3 separate regions of the Drosophila melanogaster genome follow, and regions 1 and 3 are each linked to region 2. Evidence: chromatin contacts called from public Hi-C and targeted proximity ligation data. All regions are on one chromosome and are shown on one strand. The core of a region is the stretch at or near the end of the contact, and the rest is flanking DNA. Distances in the headings are between cores, read along the strand shown. Region 1 holds the start of ncm (nucampholin). Region 2 holds the start of cass (cassowary). Region 3 holds the start of Cse1 (Chromosome segregation 1).

Evidence for each region. Hi-C and Micro-C count contacts between places; a contact is called where the count stands out from the background.
Region 1: a contact with region 2 is called in a Hi-C map of the Kc167 cell line, with 2.4 times the contacts expected there. A contact is called at or near these places in 34 of 107 Hi-C or Micro-C datasets (the D17-c3 cell line, the Kc167 cell line, the ML-DmBG3-c2 cell line and 14 more) and 1 of 7 datasets of targeted methods (the Kc167 cell line).
Region 3: a contact with region 2 is called in a targeted proximity ligation map of the Kc167 cell line, with 7 times the contacts expected there. A contact is called at or near these places in 16 of 107 Hi-C or Micro-C datasets (the Clone 8 cell line, the D17-c3 cell line, the Kc167 cell line and 5 more) and 2 of 7 datasets of targeted methods (both in the Kc167 cell line).

The regions. Positions count from the first base shown.
Region 1 is chr2L:18,447,410-18,451,774 of dm6, forward strand. It overlaps ncm (nucampholin), which reads right to left and starts at 1,548. Exons shown (of 3, transcript NM_136033.3): 1 at 840-1,548; 2 at 1-683. The coding sequence starts at 1,445. It overlaps bsf (bicoid stability factor), which reads right to left. Exons shown (of 5, transcript NM_078872.5): 4 at 2,830-4,365; 5 at 2,108-2,766. The coding sequence ends at 2,225.
Region 2 is chr2L:17,475,790-17,480,003 of dm6, forward strand. It overlaps cass (cassowary), which reads right to left and starts at 2,099. Exons shown (of 7, transcript NM_058106.5): 1 at 1,860-2,099; 2 at 1,610-1,771; 3 at 904-1,437; 4 at 628-828; 5 at 370-572; 6 at 121-307; 7 at 1-53. The coding sequence starts at 1,928. fws (four way stop) reads right to left here. Exons shown (of 4, transcript NM_165221.3): 3 at 3,383-4,214; 4 at 2,653-3,324. The coding sequence ends at 2,746.
Region 3 is chr2L:16,822,450-16,827,384 of dm6, forward strand. It overlaps Cse1 (Chromosome segregation 1), which reads right to left and starts at 2,758. Exons shown (of 7, transcript NM_078864.3): 1 at 2,533-2,758; 2 at 1,191-2,050; 3 at 636-1,119; 4 at 265-567; 5 at 43-199. The coding sequence starts at 2,617. mdy (midway) reads left to right here. Exons shown (of 10, transcript NM_165195.3): 6 at 2,961-3,069; 7 at 3,130-3,273; 8 at 3,330-3,640; 9 at 3,701-3,973; 10 at 4,034-4,515. The coding sequence ends at 4,267. AspRS-m (Aspartyl-tRNA synthetase, mitochondrial) reads left to right here and starts at 4,910. Exons shown (of 8, transcript NM_001273590.1): 1 at 4,910-4,935.

The DNA.
Region 1 (4,365 bases), core at 298-2,797, 970 kb after region 2:
ACTTTGTTTATGTAACCATGGATCGATTTCTTGAGAGCCTCCCAAGCAATTCTCTGATAGGCAGCGGATGATTTGTCCGTGATCTGTGACTGCATCATGCGCAGCTTCGCCGGCGGAATATAGGCTCCTCCAGTCCGAGATGTCAGCACATCGACGGTCTTTCGTTGGCGCTCAGTTATTTTGGCTGCCGGTTCGGTTACGGTTTCATTGTCTGCATTAGTTTCGGTGGTTTCGGTGTGGCGTGGGGTCTTTGAGGATTTGGATTTCGGAGTGGAGGAGGATCGATCTCTTTTGCGTTCTGGCGACCTCTTCTTTTCCCTCGAATCATCTCTACGCCTGCTGCTGGTTGGTTCGCCCTTTTGATGGCGCTTTTCTCGCTCCTTGGCTCGCTCTTCATCGCGTTTATCTCGCTCCTCATGACGTCTCTGTCGCTCAACGCGTCTTCTCTCCAAAGAATTGGATCTGCGGCGGATTGGACTTTTACTGCGACTCCGGGTCCTGCTGCCTTTGCTTCTCGAGCGACGACGACGACGGCTGCTGGGTGATGGACTCCTGCTGGATGAGCGTGGGCGTCGTCGTTTGCCATCCGGGCTGCGGCTTTGTTTTCGTTGGGTTTCTTTGGGTGGACTCTTAGATGCGACAGCTTTCTTTTCCTCTTTAGTCGGTAGGTCATCTTCGTCTTTCTAAAAAATGAAAATTTATCATATCATGATGATGAAAAAACTAGCTGATAAATGATTGTGTTGAATTAATTTCATTAATTAAATAATTTGAATTTCATTGATGACGAAATAGTAAAGCGGCTTAATACCGAATTCTACCCAAACATGATGACTTACGTCGGTTATCTCGCCCTCTTCGATGTGGTCCGCAGTGGGAGGTTTCACTGTTTCAGCTGCTGCTTCCACCGGCGATTCCTTGCTACTTCCATTGGTGGTCACTGGCTGCTCTTCATCCTTCCTCCGCTCTTCTAATTCCCGTGCAGCGTTTTCCTCTTGGGCCTTCGGGCTGTTCAGCTCTTTCGTCACACTTGAGGCTTCTGCTTCCTCTTTCCGCTGGACAGGTGTTTCAACTTTTTTCGCTTCATTTAATTTCTCGCTTTCCGCCTCCGCAGCTGCTACTGCTTCTTCTTGCTGCTTTTCCACGCCAGCAGAATGGGAAATGTGCTGGCGCTCCGAACGAGGCTCAGCCGCAGGAGTTTTCTTCTGCTCAGTGGGCTGCTCATCCTGTCCAGCATCCCTCTCCTTGGCACGCTTCTCCCCCCTATCCGTATCGTCAGTTTTCTTGGCATCTTTGGCGGATTCCTCCTGCTTTGCTTCCTCTTCCTCGCGCCCGCTGCTTTCGGAGGACGAGGACTCGCTCCTGGCGTCGCTGTCGCTGCCACTGGAAGTGTCGCTGCTGCTGGAATTGCTGCTCGAATCGCTCTCGGCATCGCTTTCCCCCATCGCGCGTTTATTTCGAGAAATTTTCAGGGAAAACAACGATGAAAATTATTGGGCAGCAAAAAACACAACGCGGCGATAGAATTAGAGATGGGACACCAGTGGCGACGGTATCGATATACACATGTGTTTGACTGCTAAATCGTATCGAAATTGTAGTTTCGATAGTCAGCTATAGAAATGCTAAATGTGTTTTTTAAATTGAACTGAAAATTTAAATTCAAGTTCCACATTAGAAAAAATGATATTTTAAAATTAATTTTATAATATGGCACTATCGTAAATTTTATAGCACAGCGAACCTCAATATTTAAGGGCAACGATTTTTTTACGACTAAAACAGTGTAATATATTTGTTATAACATATTTGGTTCATTGCACTGCAGAAATTTCGAATATCAGCTCGAAAATGGAACAAGGATATGGAACAAGAACATTAAATTTGAAACGAAACTTTTTTTTTTTAGCGATTTTTGGGCTCCAAAACGGGCAATCGTGTTTTACAACATCATGCGTGCTTCCAATTAATTTTAGGATCTGTCTTAAGGGAATGAATTGAACCATTATTTTATTGAAAATTAAAAATGATAGCTTCATCTTGAAAATAGTAAAAAAGATCCTTTATCGCTCAGTTGAATCCCCTAGAAAAATAACTGGCGCACTTTCGCAACAAAACAACTAAATTTATTTTAGTTTACAAATTGTTTATCCATAGTAAATACTTTAAAAATAAGCTTTAATCACGACGGCCTACACTAAACAAGGACCTTTTGCAGAAACCTCTAGGCCTTGCTGTCCGGTTTGGGTGGAACAGTTTCCGGTACCGATGGCGACACGTCGTCGTCGCTGGAGGATGAAGAGGAGGACGAGCTGGAGTCGTCGGCCTTCGTCCGCTTCTCGGGGATCGTGTAGGGGAACTTCTGGGATTTCTCCTCCACCGCCTGTTTCAGACGCAGCAGAGCTGTCCTGTTGATGTTTTCCAAGGATACGTCCTTAATGGCATTGGCCAAGACAACCATGGCCTTGTCGGAGTTGCCCTTGGTAGTCTGGATGTCAATGAGGCAGGAGTACGCGTTTCCGATCGCGCCCTCGGAGATTTTGCTGTTCTTCAGCTGGGAAATGACTGTGGAGGCGAGCTTCTCGTCCTGCTGCTCGCGAGCCGTCTGCAAAACGCGCTGGAACATCAGCCTTGGGGCATTGGACAGGTGCTTATCCCAAATCTCCTTAGAAGCCGCCTCCTGGCCAGTGGAAATCAAATGCATCCACAGGACATTCATGGGTCCTAGTTGATTGTGAGCAGCAAACTTCTCAGCGAGGGATTGATCTGAAAATTATCAGAAAAATTTATAGTTTTAACACTTGTTTAATAGGCATTTCTGGGACCTACATTGCGGCACCAATTCCGGGTGTTTTTCCAAAATGCCAACTGCTCCTCCGCGTGGGAACTTCTCAGCCAGCTTGGTTGACTCCTCGGGAGTTTTGGCCGCATCGATTTCTGTGGTCAAGTGCTTCAGGAACTCCTCCGCCTTTCCGGCCACTATATTGGCATGACAAAACCGATTGTCAAAGGAAATCAGACGCTTCTGCTCGTCATTCAGCTGCTGGCCAATTCTCTGCATTGTTTCCAGATCGCCTGCAGCGGCAATTTTGTTCAGGTAAAACTTGAAGATCTTGGGCTGCGGGTGCAGTTTATCGCCCAGGAGCTCCTCGACATACTTGGTGGCCTCCGTTAAGCGATCAGCTCGAACCAGGAGCTCGATCAGTCGAGAGGTGTCCAAAGCTCCAATTTTCTCGCCACTCAGAACACTTTGTTTATGCGAGATGGCTGCATCTGGATCATTGGCCTGGATTGCCTTGCGGAAGCCGGACAAATGGGAGGCGGTTTTGGGTGGCTTTGCTGTTTCCGTTTTAGCTGGCTCCTTTTTCGCAGCCTTCTCCTTGGGCTGTTCTGCTACTTTAGCTGTTTCTGTGGCTGCTTCTGTTGTCGTTGCATCTTTCGCTTTGCTTTTTTTGGCCTTGGCTTGTTCGTTTTGGGTCTCTGGCACCACAAAAGGCACGTCAATATTTTTCTTACTCAGGATTTCTGCCAATTTCAAAAGGAAAGCATCGTTTGGTGTCACATTCTCCTCCTGCATTTTAGTCCACAGTCCCAAAGCCTTCTCCGCCTCATCTGCCTTGTCGTAGCTCAAGAGGAGCGTGTAGTAAATCTTATTCCTGTCGATATGTCCCAGGTCCTTCGTGGCTTCAATAAGACCTTCCAGCGGTTGCAGTAGTCCCTCATTCTTGTAACGATCACAGGCACTGTTTATTCTTTGCGGACGGGTACGCAGTCCGGGGGTTTCCAGGATCTTCCTGGCCTGCCGCACACGGCCGCACTCCACAAAGGAGAAGACCAGATCGTAAAGGCTGTTTACTTCACCATGGATTCCAGTGCTCAAGTCTGTTAACTTTTGCAGATTGGCAGCATCTTCTTTCTGTATTAGACGGCAAGCCAGCTCGTTCTTCCAAGGCGTGGACTTATACTTCTGGCAAATCTCCTCGAAGGCTTCGATTGCCTTGGGAATATCATCCTTGACCAGGTGAACCTTGATCAGTGGACCCAGCAGCACATTGGTGGGCACAATATAATTGGCCCCCACCAGTACGTCGAACAATTTGCGCAGCCTCTCCGGCTGACCGGCCTCGGCTAGTGAGTTCAAAATTCTCCACACGGTGCTCATGTAATTATAGCTTCCTTCGGCCTCGGCTACGGGAACTTCCTTCTTGTTCTCCTCCAGTATCTTAAAAGCAGCATCCACGCGTTCCTCTTGCAAGAGAAGATCAGCCAGTCGAACCGCCTTCAAGTTATCCAACTGGAAAGTGGCGTCCTTTGCTTTAAGTTTGCCATAGATTTCTAAGGCCTCAGAGCTTTTCTTGTGATGCG
Region 2 (4,214 bases), core at 849-3,348:
GCAGCGGCTTTCTCCCCAAAAGTGATGGGTGCATGACGCTTGCCCAGCTTGTTCTGAACGCACAAGAATATTGCATTGTTTATAAATATATCAGCTGTAAGAGATAACTTGTGTGCTTACATTTTTTGGCACAATCCAGGAGAGCACAATGTCATGTTTGAATATGGGCGGTGAATGAAATAGATCCCGGATCAGAATGTTGATGTTTGATGTCGTCTTCAGTGCCGTCTGCTTCAGTTGGTTCTCCTCCGTTTTGAGCTCCTCTCCCGTCTTGCCTTTGAGCGACTCCTCCAGTTTCTTAATATAACTACAAGGCAAGTATTATAAAATAAATTATGTAAACAGAATAAAATTTTTGCAAGAACCTACCCCTGTGTTCCCCTTGCAAGATATTGCAATCTAGCTCGAAAGTCTTTTAGTTTCTCTGCATCCTCGACGAAACTTAAACTATTTGGATGATTTTTTCCAAGAGTGTGCAATGCGTACAGTAAGCACTCGGCGTGCGAAAACTGAAACGAGGGCGGTGTATCTCCCAGATCCTCGTCACTCAGCTTTGGCAAAGGCATGTATTCCTGGAAATTGTTTACATGTTATTCGCTCAATTTCGAATGTACCAAGTACACTTACCAGCAATACATTGTAGACTGCATTAATCCGTTCGCTGGCATTGTCCAGCTTGTCTGTGTTGGTTATCATCTCGGCGAATACCTTTAGTAATCTAAGTTGGATTTGATCTTGCGAAACTGCAGTGGCGATCATGTTCCAGGTCTTGATGGGCAACAGTTTATCGCAAACGTGAGCCACGAAGGCCGTGGATTTGATGGTTTTCTATAGGAATGGCAAGAGATTCGATTTAAATGCTCGCCAGGGGTTCGATTTCATGTGCAGCTATTGGAAACTTACCGAAAAGTAAGGAGCCGCAGCAGAGGCGCACTGAATGAATCGCTCCACCACCTCGTCGTCGACGGCTATGATGTCCGCGTCTGTGTTATTTAGCTCCGCCTGCTCCGTGGCCAGCTTGACGAGCTCGGCGTGTCCCGTGATGGTGCTTCCCAGTTTGGTGGCTCCCAGAATTGTCATGCACAGATGAAACTCATCGGCAGTGACATCCTGCAAAGCCTTTTTGATCTCCTCCACGATATAGTCCTCGATTTCCTTGGTAATAACTGTGGGACCCATGGTCAGCAGCTTGGTGGCAATGAACTTGAGGCAGCGCTCCCTTGTCGTTTCATCCCCAGTGGAGATTTGCTGAAACAATCCGGCGATGGAGCTCTTGGTGTCCAATTTTATGATGGCCAGCAGTGAGTTGTTGACCTGCTGGAGTTCTGTGGGATCGTCCAGGATTAACAGCTGGGCCAGAGTATCACCCACTCGGATGGTAGCATCTGCGTTTCCCTGGCACAGTTTCGGCAGATCTTTGATGGCCTGGCGGCGGATCTACAAGGATGATAAAGATATTTAGTTTGTGGAATATGTGGGATATCTTAAGCTGTCAAGATACGGAGCAGGATTACAGGGGATTTCGATTTATTTACACACATCAGCTGCATACAGGCCAAAAATTCCGAGCCTATTGTATCAGCTGGGTAACTTTATGGCACCCACTCACCTGTGTGTCGTCATCCTCGCACAAATCAAACTGCGCGTCTATGGCTGTGTCGGCCAAATCCGGAAAGTGTTTGAAGAAGTTACCAATGAACTGCGATGCCAGGCGCTTCTCCTTCGACGTGCCCTTCACGGCCTTGAGTATCTCTTTATATTCATCCACATGCTGCAATTCGAAAAAAACATGCATATATATATTAGACCATGTATCATATACCGTTTTTTTTTCGGCACGTTTTGCAATGGCGGCATACTTCGGATATTTTATCGCCCGCCTCGGACAGAATCTCGTAGCATTTGTACAGTCGCTCTATGTTGTCCATCTTCTTGGCCAGTGGTACGCACTATATTTGCAGAGGTTTCAAGCGTCTATAGTTTACTTTACACAGTTTTCGTTGCAGTTAAATTGGATGACAGCGTTTCTCAAATGAGAGTTTTTCACGTTGCAAACAAAATGGTGAGCACGGGGGAGTGACCAGATCTCGAGACAGTAAAAACCCAGATGGATATCGATATACCGTTGGGAAAAATTTGTACTACCGTTATTCAGAATACACATCGATAGTTAGAACAAGTTATTAGTACCGTTATTCTGAATACGCATCGATAGTTTAAAAAAGTTATTACTACCGTTGTTTTGAATGCCTATTTCAAATCGATATAAATGTGAAAAATATATAAATACCGATATTCCGGAGGAACTATTTCCAAACGATGTAGTGATATATTTTTATTTGAAATCCTCTTAATGTTAATGACGAATAAGTAAGAATTATTCTTTTAATACGAAACATCTTCCAAAATGTGTCTTTTGAGTAAGTACCAGTATCATTTATATTAACCATGGAATTCCATTTATTCATATAGCGCCAGCCAAAACTGCCTACCAAAATTAATTTAATCAAATGACAATATGACACAACCTCGCATAATTTCAATTTTAAGCCTCTAGCCTCAAGTTCTCACTGCTATCATTATTCCACTCAATAAGTTATTCTAAGAAACTCATTAGCTTCATTTAGCGGAAGGAACTGAGTACAATGATTTAATAGAAGGATGCCATGCATATGTTTATTCCAAACATATTCGTGCTCTTACATACATACATACATAGTTCTAGATACATAATACATTAGACATTTATGGAAGTGCCTTTAAGGCCTGTTCAAAATAATCTACCATCATGGGGTAAACTTCGTCGTACTGCTGAATGTTCTTTCGCCTGGCATTGTCCCGATACCGTTGCAGTGCCCCCGAGATCAGCTCTAGTTTCTCCCGTTCAGCCGTGTGCCCATCCAGCCATTCGATCAGCCGCTCATTGGACCAGTTGGCCGTCGTGTGTGGCGACTGCAGATCTGCTCCAGCGTGTCCGAAGAGCAGCAACAGCACTATGTAACTGGGCACTAGAGAGTCCTCGCCGATTGTCTGCTTGACCAGCTCCTCGGCCGTTTGGACGATCAGCAAGGACATGGCTCTTAGCAGACGCGACGGCTTTCCCAGCTCGGCGAGATTTGGGCAAAGAGGTTTCAACGCCTGTTCCATGTGTTGACAGTCTTGCTTCAAACGCTGCCTTCCGCAGGAGCTTAAAGGTCGCAGAATGCACACATTGTGCAGGAAGAGCTCAATGCAACGTTTGGCCAACTCGTGTCCGCACTTTTTCGTCATCTGCTTGTCATCGAACAGGGCGATGTGATGCGACCAGGATCGGTTGACGAACTCCTAATAGTTTGATTGAGACATATGACTAGCCAAGTATTACATTCAAATTCCCACCCACCTGCAGTTCCTTCATGTACATCGACGGACCTGTGGTAGACATCCTCTCCGAATTCAATCCCGGCTCCCTGTGCATACTCAATACAATGATGCTAATGGTCGTGATAATCGACTCCATTATCTGCTGTAGAATGGTGCCGATCAGTAAATCAGCCTGTTCCAAGGATCGGGATATAATCTCCCTAGCTGTTCCCGGTGTCTTTTCAAAGTGCACATGAAGATCACTGAGCATGCGACGCACTGAATCCTTATAGTAGAACAGAACATTCGCCAGCTGGGTGTTTTGCTGCTGCTGCAGATTGGGCAGATCCACGACCTGCTTGGAATCAGCTCCCAGCTTGATTTGAGCCTCTAGTTTTGTGCACAACTCTTTTCCACAGGCCGCAAATACATTTGCTATGGCATTCGTGAGACGGGAATCGATCAAAGCAGCACTGAGCTCCGTTGATGCCACACGAATAAAGTTGTCCACCGTTTCGTTGCCGGGCAAATCGACTCCCGCCAGACATGCCTTAAAGTTGGCAGCACACTTGCTAACGTAACCCACTTCCAGGGGAGCAAATAGTTCGTTGTCAAACTGAAACTCGCCATGCAGACGCTGCTCCAAGCCACGAGCGGAGGTCAGGAGCTTTGAGAGCCCCTCCTGAAGGGTCTGCGTAACATGCTGGGGGCATTCGTCAAAGGATTTTCGCAGGAGCTGCTGCACCTGCTGCCAAAAACGCTGCGGAATGCACTGATCCGATGATTCTGATGTATAGCCAAACTGGTTGATCTGCTCGAGAGCCGTTTTCAGCAGCTTGATTTGCGTGCAAGTCTCAAAAAGTTCATCATAG
Region 3 (4,935 bases), core at 1,508-4,007, 650 kb before region 2:
AATTTGTTATTGCTCTTTACCACCAAAATGCATAACACTTACTTTATACACAGAGCCAGCGTTTCAAAAAGATAGTGGTTGAACTGCGGACGCGATGGATTCTTGGCCACTTGGGTGAGAATCTCGGTAAGCCGTGGAAGGGCGACGCCCATAAAGGGCATGGCGGCCGATTGCAAGACCGAAAAACTTCGCATAATGGCTAATAATAATAATTAGAGTTTTGTTAACATATTAGAAACGTATGAGATAGTCCCCCAAACTCACCTTTCATTACGTACTCATTTTCACCGGAACCTGGGAGTGAAAGGGTCGCAAATAACCCACTAATTAGTTCAGTTGTGTAAGGTGCTAAAATCTGAGGACCAAAAACGATCGCGTTGCTAGCATCCCGCATAGAAAGGATCTTCTCCACTGAACAAGCAGCATAGCTATGAACAACAGAGCTTTCGGCGGGGAGATGTCGAATTAGCTGGGGCAGGCAGCTTGCTAAGACTTGGGGACCCAAAATGCTGCGGAACACCATTACATACTTAATTGCAGCAGCCTTAAGAACAGGAAACTCGTTAACTGCAAAGAGCATTGGAAGAATGCAGATATAAGATGATCGAATTGGGAAAATGGTTATTTGGGCTTACTGTTGGGTCTTTCCAGTTCTGGAATAATTTGCTGGGCACAAAATTCGGGAAGTGGAACCAACTCCGAGGTCTGTGTGATGCCATGCTTTTGAGTTCCTCCTCGAGATGCCCACGAAGTAACCAAATAAATTGCCGTATCCTTTGACCTCCAATTGGTAGCCGGATTCTCCTTGTACTTGGTCAACAATCTCTCTAGATACTGGCCAAAAATGCCAAAGATCTTTTGTTCAAAGTTGATTGATAGAGTCTTCACCAGATCACATGCCGCCCGACGTCGTGTGTCAATGTCAGAGCCTTCAATATCCCTTCGAATGTACTCCTCCGGACTGTCCTCGAAAATTTCTTCATCTGAGGGCCGGATGTCTAGATTGGGAATGACAACTTTATCGCAGATCTGAGCAAGAATCTCTGGGTTCTCGAAAATGCTCTGATAATGCTGGCGGTCAGCCACCACAGAGAGGAACTGCAGAGCATGGGAGACCAACTGTGCGCAAAATAAGAATGGAAAAATTATAAAAATAATTATTAAGAAAGCGTATGGTTTCTGTTACTTACCGAATCGTACTTGGTGTGCAAACTTGTCTTGACCAGTAACTCCCAAACTGCAGTCACAAATTGCTCCATAAATGGCTTGAACTCCTCGTCGTACTTTTTTGCATAAAGGCAAATGTTCTCGCAGACTTGAGCACGCAGATGCTCTAGAACACCCGCATCCTCATCATCTGCAGTACGCAGGGATGGCACATCCGCAGCTAGTTGCTGAATAAACGCTCCCATCCACGTATTGATATTGTCCTCAAAGAACTCCGGCAAATCTTGGGAGTTGAGCGAGAAAAACACCTTGTTCACAAGGACCAATGAACCGTAGATGACCTTCAGGGCGCCGGCATTGTTCTCGTGCACCTTAGTCAACTGCATTGTGGCCTGGAGCAGGTCTGTCAGAGGTTTAGCCATACGATCCAGTACAAATTTGATCTCCTCCCACAAAGCCTGCGACTTGAACTCATAACGATAGCGCTTGAAAAGCGAGTGTGCGGTTTGCAAAACGCCGTTGATGACATTGAAATCACCAGAGGCAAATCTCTCCACCATCTCGTCGATAAGCTGCGGCCATTTTTTGGGAAAATCATATTTGCCTATGATGCTGACCGCGTCGCTTAGTTGTTTTTGCAATGCCACCGGTGAGTGGAGCATTAGCGTAACGATCAAGGTCTTAATTGTATTCCTGTCACTTTCGTGGATGCGATCCGGTCCGTCGCTGTCAAGGTGGGCTGCCCAATTCCGCTTAATATAGTTCTTAAAGGCAATGGCTCCCGCCACCCGCGTAGTCATGTCCATTTGGGCTTTGTCTATCAGATTGAGCAGTAGGATCGGGTAATTCTGCTGTAGTTCCGTGGACTCCAAAAGTTTTTCGGCTATAAAAGTAGAGAAGGAAATGGTGTGTTTGTTAGAACTATTGTACTTATGTAAATCGGATGTTGCAAATACAAATATATAAGGAACCGATAGGAGCTTACAGTGTTTCTCGTTAGACTAAACATATTTTCAATTCAAGCAATAAGTTTTTTATACAATATTTTCAAAAGCTTGGTTATGGTGGTGCGGAGTCTATAGGCTTGGTATGCCTTAAATAATCCTAAAACTAGGTCTATGGTTTTGAAAGGTGGCTTGGCAACAGTCATATCAAGATCAGCTAATCTCGATTCAATTAATAGAAAGCGTGACTGTATAAATTCTTTGACATAGGGAAAACTTGTAGACAACTTCAAATGGATTTAAAAACCGTATTTTTCTTTGGCGTCGCCAAAAACCATTTCCCGCGCACATACACATCAGCACCCCTGCACGCATGTGCAGTTGTGTGTGTGCACATGCATTCCTACACACACACACTCACCCGGCCGGCGGACATTGGGATCGGCGCTCAGCGTCTGCTGCAAATAACCGGCCAGCAGCTGTAAATTTGCCTCTGTCACTTCCATTTTGAGTATATTTTCTTTTCGATGGTCCTATTTGCTTTAATTTATATCACTCGTGGCTTGTTCCTCCACACTCTTGCAACATGAAATGAAATCGCAATTCGTTTTCGCACACAATGCTCGCCGATCTGGGGATGGAACTCAGGGCGAGTTTTCGATATCGATTGTTTATAGTTACTGTTACTAGGATTCGATGGTTTTAGATTTTAAATGTTCATATCAGAAATATCGCATATTGAACTTTACTAATTTAGTATCATTTGATATGATATCAATTCCTGTTTTTTTTTTTCAAAAACCAACTGAATGAATTAAAAATTAAAACAAATTTGTAATTCTTTTCCAGGAAATAATTGCAGAGGGCTTGGGCTTGTTCATCCAGATAGTGAACATTGTTGTCTTGGTTTGCCTACCGGTGGTAACAATTCACCTAAAAGGACATGCTTTTAGTTTGAGTGAGAAATTAACTTAGTTTAGGTGTATTTTAAAATATTTAATTATCTGTTAATCTTTAGTGGGCGCTTCAACAGTTTGCTTCTTTTACTCTGTGTTGTTCCTAAAACTATGGTCCTATGTGCAGACGAATATGTGGTGCCGTCAGACTTATTATCAAAAGAATCCGCGGGAGCGTCGACCAAGCATAACTTTGGCGGAACTAAGTATGTTGAGATCTCTCAACGGAATGTCATATATTAAAAATTCATCTTTCATCCAGAAAAAGGAGTTTTGAATGGAGGTGAAGAAGACGAGGACGTTTCCAAGCTGGTGCAATATCCTGATAATCTCACATACAAGGATCTCCTGTACTTCCTTTGCGCGCCCACTCTCTGCTATGAGTTGAATTTCCCGCGAACTTCTCGCGTGCGCAAACGCTTTTTGCTGAAGCGTTTATTGGAGGTGGTGATTGGAGTGAATGTGGTTATGGCCTTGTTTCAACAATGGATCATTCCATCGGTTCGGAACTCCCTGATTCCGTTCTCCAATATGGACGTGGCCTTAGCCACTGAGCGACTTCTTAAACTTGCGGTTGGTAGAGTGAAAATTATAAAACGTTTGAGTATTATTTAATAATTTTTCTTTAATTAGCTACCCAATCATCTTTGCTGGCTCTGCTTTTTCTATCTAATGTTCCACTCTTTTCTTAATGCGGTCGGCGAACTGCTGAATTTTGCAGATCGCAATTTTTATTGTGATTGGTGGAATGCGAATAACATTGACACCTTCTGGCGTACATGGAACATGCCAGTTCATAGGTGGTGCGTGCGTCATCTCTACATCCCTGTGGTCCAAATGGGATATTCCTCAAGACAGGCCTCTACTATTGTCTTTCTTTTCAGTGCCGTCTTCCATGAATATTTGGTATGAGGGTTGATATTTAGAATTTCAAATTTTGTACAATAATATAATTTATATTTTCAGGTTTCAGTTCCTTTGCAAATATACAAGATCTGGGCATTTATGGGCATGATGGGTCAGATTCCCCTATCGGCCATATCCAAATCCATTGAAAAGAAACTGGGTCCCCGAATGGGCAATATAATCGTGTGGGCTTCCATTATTCTTGGTCAGCCTCTGTGCATAATGGCCTATTATCACGATTATGTCGTCCAGCATTTCAAAAACTCGCTCAACGGCACCGACTACAGTAGTTAGGTTTCAAAAAAGGTTAACATTTAAAAATGGAGCAACACTGAAATATCTGCATCGGTCGGGTCCGTGTACTTTTCGTAATTTATAAGCCAGAATGCAAGTTAAGAAGGAAACTTGTGATTGCCAATTTACAAAGCATATTTTGTATGACTTTTGCACATGCATGTAGTACTGATTAACACAAATAGATTGTTATTGAATGCATTTGTTAATGAATTTAAGTGTCATGTAAATAAATCAAATTTTAAACTAAATAAAATGTTTTTAATTTTTAAATTATATGAAACGAAAAAAATGTAATTATTAAGCTCTTTGTTCGATAGTTCCTTCCCTAGAATACACGATCTATCGATTGTTTATGCGGCATATGGTCACACTTCATCGCTGCCCAAGCCAAAACAGACAATTTTTTTTCCTATATTTCAAGTAACATTTGTCGATCATATGTGAGCTTAATATAAGTAATATTTTCGTGTCAGTTGGCTCTACAAACTCGGCGTAACTGTGGCCCCACACTCGATCCGGCTATTGCGGTAAGATCCAATGATTCGCAAATTTCTGCGTCGGCTTCTTCGCAACGCCCGGCTCTGCACGCATACATATTCGCTGTTTGGCCAGTGTGTATATATGTGTCGCTGTCTGATTAGTTTGCGCCAGTGTGTGTGTGCAGC